Regions from separate parts of the Mus musculus genome. Here region 2 is linked to region 1. Evidence: chromatin contacts called from public promoter capture Hi-C data. All regions are on one chromosome and are shown on one strand. Each heading gives the region's core, a stretch centred on a gene start, on an enhancer-like site or on the middle of the called end of the contact. The rest is flanking DNA. Distances are from core to core; before and after follow the strand shown. Region 1 holds the start of Best2 (bestrophin 2). Region 2 overlaps Vps35 (VPS35 retromer complex component).

Evidence for each region. Promoter capture Hi-C pulls out the DNA fragments that hold promoters and counts their contacts.
Region 2: a contact with region 1 is called in a promoter capture Hi-C map of liver, with 2.6 times the contacts expected there. The contact joins the enhancer-like site here to the promoter of Best2 in region 1. A contact is called at or near these places in 8 of 39 promoter capture datasets (the 3T3-L1 cell line, 3T3-L1-derived adipocytes, the C10 cell line and 6 more), 1 of 15 datasets of contacts at CTCF or cohesin (the NIH/3T3 cell line), 3 of 115 datasets of contacts at active chromatin or transcription factors (bone marrow-derived macrophages, embryonic stem cells and stem cell-derived neural progenitor cells) and 2 of 9 other capture datasets (macrophages and pancreatic islet).

Annotation. Positions count from the first base shown.
Region 1 is chr8:85,012,837-85,015,796 of GRCm38.p6, reverse strand. Best2 (bestrophin 2) reads left to right here and starts at 1,389. Exons shown (of 10, transcript NM_001130194.1): 1 at 1,389-1,420; 2 at 2,211-2,415; 3 at 2,513-2,607. The coding sequence starts at 2,264.
Region 2 is chr8:85,273,010-85,276,001 of GRCm38.p6, reverse strand. Vps35 (VPS35 retromer complex component) reads left to right here. Exons shown (of 17, transcript NM_022997.5): 11 at 975-1,182; 12 at 2,375-2,530. Among named protein-coding and RNA genes, the nearest start is that of Vps35, 25 kb to the left of the region's middle. Within about 2 kb of position 1,676, at least 2 of the 459 cell types and tissues checked have an H3K27ac peak or open chromatin away from gene starts, as enhancers often do.

The DNA.
Region 1 (2,960 bases), core at 140-2,639:
GCCACCATGCCTGCCTCCATATATTAATGTACAAATGGGTGGGTGTCACTGGGGTTTTAGTTGATGAAACTGTAGTAAGGATCCCTGTTGATGCTAGGGATGTTGTCTAGGGCTTTACAAATGCTTGACAAGTCTTTTGCTGTTAAGCTACACCTATAGTCCTTGCAAATATGCCTTCACTACGTTAGCAAATGTCAGGAACCCCCAAGTTCCTCCTCTGACCCTAGGACTATCCCACTATTTTGAGAGAGGTGCTCCCACATTTATTTCTCGTGTGAGTTTGGAGGTGTCTTTGACTTCTTTTCTCTATTGGGTTTTTTAAAAAATATTTATTTCAAGCTGGGTGGTGTTGATGCACTTGAGAGGCAAAGACAGGTAGATCTCTGAGTTCATGACCAGCCTGGTCTACAGAGTGAGTTCCTGGATAGCCAGGACTACTACACAGAGAAACCCTGTCTCAAAAAAAAAAAAAAAAAAAAGTCTAGAACTGGGGTTTTAGACACTTGTAAGCAACAGTAGGGGTATAGGTACCAAATTCTGAAAGTACAGGCAGTTTGAGTTCTTAGTCACCACATGTACTTTTTCATTTCTGTCTATATGTGTCTCTGCCTGGGTTGGGATATGTGCACTTGGGTACAGGTGCCCTTGGGTCCCCTGCAGCTGGAGGTAAAGGTGGTTGTGAGCTACCAGACTGGGTGTGGGGGACAAATTCTACAGAAGCAATATACACTCAACCACTGAGCCACCTCTCCATCTGTTGGGTTTGTGGGACTCCGTCTCATTCTGTAACCCAGGGTAGCATGGAACTCATGACAGTCCTCCTGCCTTTAGCTGCCAGCATTCCTGGCTGACCTTGAAAGTCTCTGTGACAGTGTAGATTGCCACTGTGGTAAGGGAAGCAAAATGTGTGTCTGGGTCTACAATGTGATGTGCATCTTTGTGACAGCTTGAGACCACAGGAAACTGAAGGGTGACCCAGTCTTGCTGGGCTGTGGATGTGGGGTGTGTGTGTGTGTGTGTGTGTGTGAGAGAGAGAGAGAGACCTTCTCCTTCCCGCTTTTTCAGCTCTAGGTTCCAGATACCTTGGACCTTCTCCCTAGGAGGGAGGGATACAAAGAGGAGCAAAAAAGTACAAGGCAGACCACACACACACACACACACACACACACACACACACACACACACACACACACACTACCACTACCCCACCCAACCCCACCCCCCTGCCCAGGAGACAAACTGGCAGACCTTCTCCAAACAAAGTTCTGAGGCTGTAACTCAACTAAAGGGGATGGACTTGGGAGGGGCTGCCCACGCCCACTCCCCAGCTCCTTCCCAAACAGTCTGGCTTCAGCCCCACCCAATACTGAAGACACCCTCCCTTTTAGTCTCTGTCCCTTGTGTCCCTGTACGGCCACAGGTGAGAAGGGCCAGGTCTGGGAGAATAAATGGCCCTGGACTGGCAGGCTTTGGGCAGGACTCCTGGAGAGAGAGGGGCAGAGTGGAAGGCTAGGAGGGGCAGCACAAAAGGAAGAAAGGTAAAGGAGAATCTGAAGAAGGCCTGGAGGTGTCGGAGCTGGGGGATTAAATGGGCATTGGGGTAAGCTGGTTCCTTGTCAGAGGAAGGGAGGCTGCTGGACAGACTGGGGAGCCGGAGCTTTAGAGACGCCATTCAGAGCAGTTCTGAATATGAGGGGGATAGTAGTTCTGCCGGGGCAGACTGTAGTCTCAAGAGAGGACAGAGAGAAAGCCAAACTTGGGAGAGTGGGCAACAAGAGGGGGGATATTGAACCCTGAGGATTAGAAACTGAAGACTCAGGAAGTCAAAAAGATTGAGTGTTGTACAGGTGAAAGGGATAGGAGGGTGTGTGGGAGGAAGGTCAAAAAGTGACTAGATTCATCCAAAGGTTTAGGAGTGAGGGACCTAAGATAAAGTCCAAGGGGCTTGGACCATCAGTCTAGAGAAGGAAGGCAGAGCAAGACTGGGAGATGGGAACTCGAGAAAGGGCCAGGACCCGGGAAAAGGGGGGGGGCGTTTGGGGGTTGGGGTAGGGTGGTACCAGGACGGGAGTGAGGACCGCCCTAGGGCAACGAGGTGCTAGGGTGCTGAGACATTGGATATCATCACCTGCTGCGCTGTCGCCCGCACCTCCACCTTCAACTGAAAGCCCCAGGATCAGCCCCTCCCAGCATCTTCCCTTGGCTCACAGGCCCGGACCCAGGCTAAAACCTTCTCCATTGGCCACACTGGCCAGGCGCAGCGATGACCGTCACCTACACAGCCAGAGTGGCGAATGCCCGCTTCGGTGGCTTCTCGCAGCTGCTGCTGCTGTGGCGCGGAAGCATCTACAAGCTCCTGTGGCGAGAGCTGTTATGTTTCCTGGGACTCTACATGGCACTAAGCGCCGCCTATCGGTGAGAAGACCTGGAGTTGGGGCTGGGGATCTGAGCCCTGCGGAAGGGACTGGGAGTGGAGGGGAGACCTGTAGCTACTGCATTCCCTACCCCACAGCTTCTTACTGGCAGAAGAGCAGAAGCGCTACTTCGAGAAGCTTGTCATATACTGCGACCAGTACGCCAGCCTCATCCCCGTCTCTTTCGTACTTGGTGAGGTTGGGCCCCCTGAGAATCTTATTCCTACGTAAGGGAGAAATCTGTTTTCCATCCATGCTTCTTGGAGACCCCCATTCCTACCCCTCTAAGACTCAAATCTAACCTCCAAAGCTGGGTGTGGTGGCGCACGCCTTTAATCCCAGCACTTGGGAGGCAGAGGCAGGAGGATTTCTGAGTTCGAGGCCAGCCTGGTCTACAGAGTGAGTTCCAGGACAGCCAGGGTTACACAGAGAAACCCTGTCTCGTGGTGGGGGGTGGGGAATCTAACCTCCAGAGCTTCCCACTTCCAAATCCACACCTGAAAGATGACCATATGACCCTACATCCTGAGACATTTTTTATGATGT
Region 2 (2,992 bases), core at 427-2,926, 260 kb before region 1:
GGTTATTTGATTTTCTGGAGCCCAGCTTCTTGAGTTCTTTGTATATATTGGATATTAGTCCCCTATAGTTATTTCTTGTGAACTGAAAAACAGTACAGACCTTTAACATAAGAGAGAAAACTAAACGATGTCTGTGTTACCCTTTATCCCTCCAAGAGTGAGCCAGGCCTGGCTATATTTGTCTGGAGAGGAGATCATTTTGAAATAGAAGAGATTAATTATATGATTTTCTCAGTTTGCTTGACCTATTTCTTTAAATGTGTAAATGAATTTTTAAAAACATCTTATTGGTTCTTTGTGAATTTCACACCATGTACCCCAATCCTTCTCATCTCCTCCTTCCGTCTCTTCTACCCTTGCATCCTCTCCCCAATGGAGGAAAAAATCCTCATGGAAGCTATAGTGTATAACAGTGTATACAGAGCTCATGCATCCTTTTGTTCCCATTTCTTTACAAATGTTCATTGCAAAGACTCATTGGTCTGATACAATGCCTCTGACTTCTGCTGCCTCAGTGGGACTCCTCTCAGATATCCTGTTGTTGCCCTGTGTCATGGAGATCTTGTAATTTTGGATCTATGGGATTGGGCCCCTTCGTGCCCTCCAGTAGTTCCATCAATGCGATAGATGTTGGAGTGGGCCAATTCAGAGCCCTGGATCTGGGCCTGAGAGGTATCTGAGCTGGTCTTCCTGAGGGCTCTCCTGCTCTCTCCACCTTGGGGCTGGCTCACCAGCAACCCCTGGAAACAGGGTCAGCTCTACCCTGCTGCCCAGGTGAGGTGCAGAGCCTGCTCTCCTGAGTGTTACAGCTAATAAGGGACATGGCCAGTTCTCTGATTCTCATGACTCTGGGGCCAACTCCTCTGCCTGCCATAGATGGTAAATAAAGATTTTTTTTTTTAAAATGTGAATCAAGTGCTCTGTTATAAAGATTAATTTTATTCATGAAAGGGTTGCTGTTTTTCTCTTTGTAGTATTGCTACCAGTAGTGCAGTTTCAAAGGAGCTTACCAGACTTTTGAAGATACCTGTTGATACTTACAACAATATCTTAACAGTATTAAAGTTAAAGCATTTCCACCCACTTTTTGAGTACTTTGACTACGAGTCCAGAAAGAGCATGAGCTGTTATGTGCTTAGTAATGTTCTGGATTATAACACAGAAATCGTCTCTCAGGACCAGGTAAGAGAACACAGATATGCTCTTCTAGGGAATTAGAAAAATATGGTTGACTAAGATTTTAGATATTGAGCTGTAGACACTGGTTATAAATGAAGGAGGTAACATAATAATAAAAATATGAATAGCTTATTTGTTATATAGAAGTTAAAAAATTGGAGATGTACAAAGAATTATTAAATACCTCTGATTTCACCACAGTTGATTAACATTTGGCATACCTCTTTTCAGATTTTTGTCCATAAATGAATACATTGACCTATCAACTTTTCAATGCCTTTGGAACAACCTCCCTACTTCTCCCAATTTTATGTCCTCCTTTTTTTTTTTTTTTTTTTAAATTCAGCTCAATTATTACTTCCTGTATGTGAATGAGTAGAAGAGGGTCACCTGCTGGGAATATAAGCAACCTACCAGTGACTGTACCCCATAGAAGTGACTCTCCCGCCTTCAGTAGCCAGTATTTGCCAATAGCTCTTCAGCTAGGGTTGGCTCCTTGGGAACTTCCTTTCTATCCAGGATGAGTGTTGACTAGCTTGATCTTGGGCAGGCAATCAAAGCTACTGTGGAAAGGTGCTATTTTGCAGTAGTCCTTGACCTCTGGCTATAATATTTCTGTCCCCTCTTCAGTGTTCCCTGAGCCATGTTGGGGAGGGTATGCTAAAGACATGCTATTTAGGGCTTAACACTCCATAGTCATTTACTTTCTACCCTTTGAGTTCTATTAACTGTTATCCACTGCAAAAAGAAGCATCATTGATAAGGGAGAAAGCTATAATAATCTGTGGCTGGAAGGATATTTAGAAGATAGTTTGTTACTATGTCCACTTAGCAAAATAATAGTAGTAGACTCTGCCTTAGCCCTTTTTCTTCGTAATCCTTGGGTTCTTTGCCAGGTTTGCAGTACCAGTACCAGGCATGAATTCTACCCTGTGGAACAAACCTTAAGTCCAAGTAGAAAGCCCTGGTTATTCCTAAAATATTCATTCCACTATTGTACCAATGGGCGAATTTTGTCAAACTGGTTGTTACTGTAGCTTAAAAAGTTCACAGCTGGGTGAAACTGTTTATTCTAACTTTTTTACAAAAACACTGAATTATTTTGCTGATATTGTTTCATTATGTATCCACTTAGAAACTGTTGCCTTTTTTGTTGATAGTGTCAGGCTAATATTTTCTACTTTCTGTGTTGCAGGTAGATTCCATAATGAATTTGGTGTCCACATTGATTCAGGATCAGCCAGACCAACCTGTAGAAGACCCTGATCCAGAAGACTTCGCTGATGAACAGAGCCTTGTTGGCCGATTTATTCATCTGCTACGTTCTGATGATCCTGACCAGCAGTATTTGGTATGAGTTATCTCTTACTGTAACCTTTCCTCACGCTTAATGAGCAGAAAAGTGTTTAAAATGGTTTAATGCAGCTTTTGCATTGGTTTAAGGTGTTAAAAAACTTGTTACTGAATTAAAGTTCATGACCTTAAAAAAATTTATTTACCTATTTAGTTTTTTTGAGGCAAGTTCTCACTGTAGCCATGTTGGCCTTAAAATTATGATCCTGCTGCCCTAGCTTCCTGAGTGCTACAAATTCAGTTGTGTACCACCGTGCACAGCTGGGATTTTATTTTTGTATAAATGAATAGTTAAATTGTTGGCACTCATGAAGAACAAGTCAGGTATTCCAGCTTCTCTTGAAAACCTGAGAATTGCAGAAAAGCTTGCTTTCCTTTAGTTGGATATTACGTAATTGTTCTGTGTTCTGTGTCTTTTTCAACAGTGTAGTGCATTTAGAATGTTTAGTTGTTTATCATA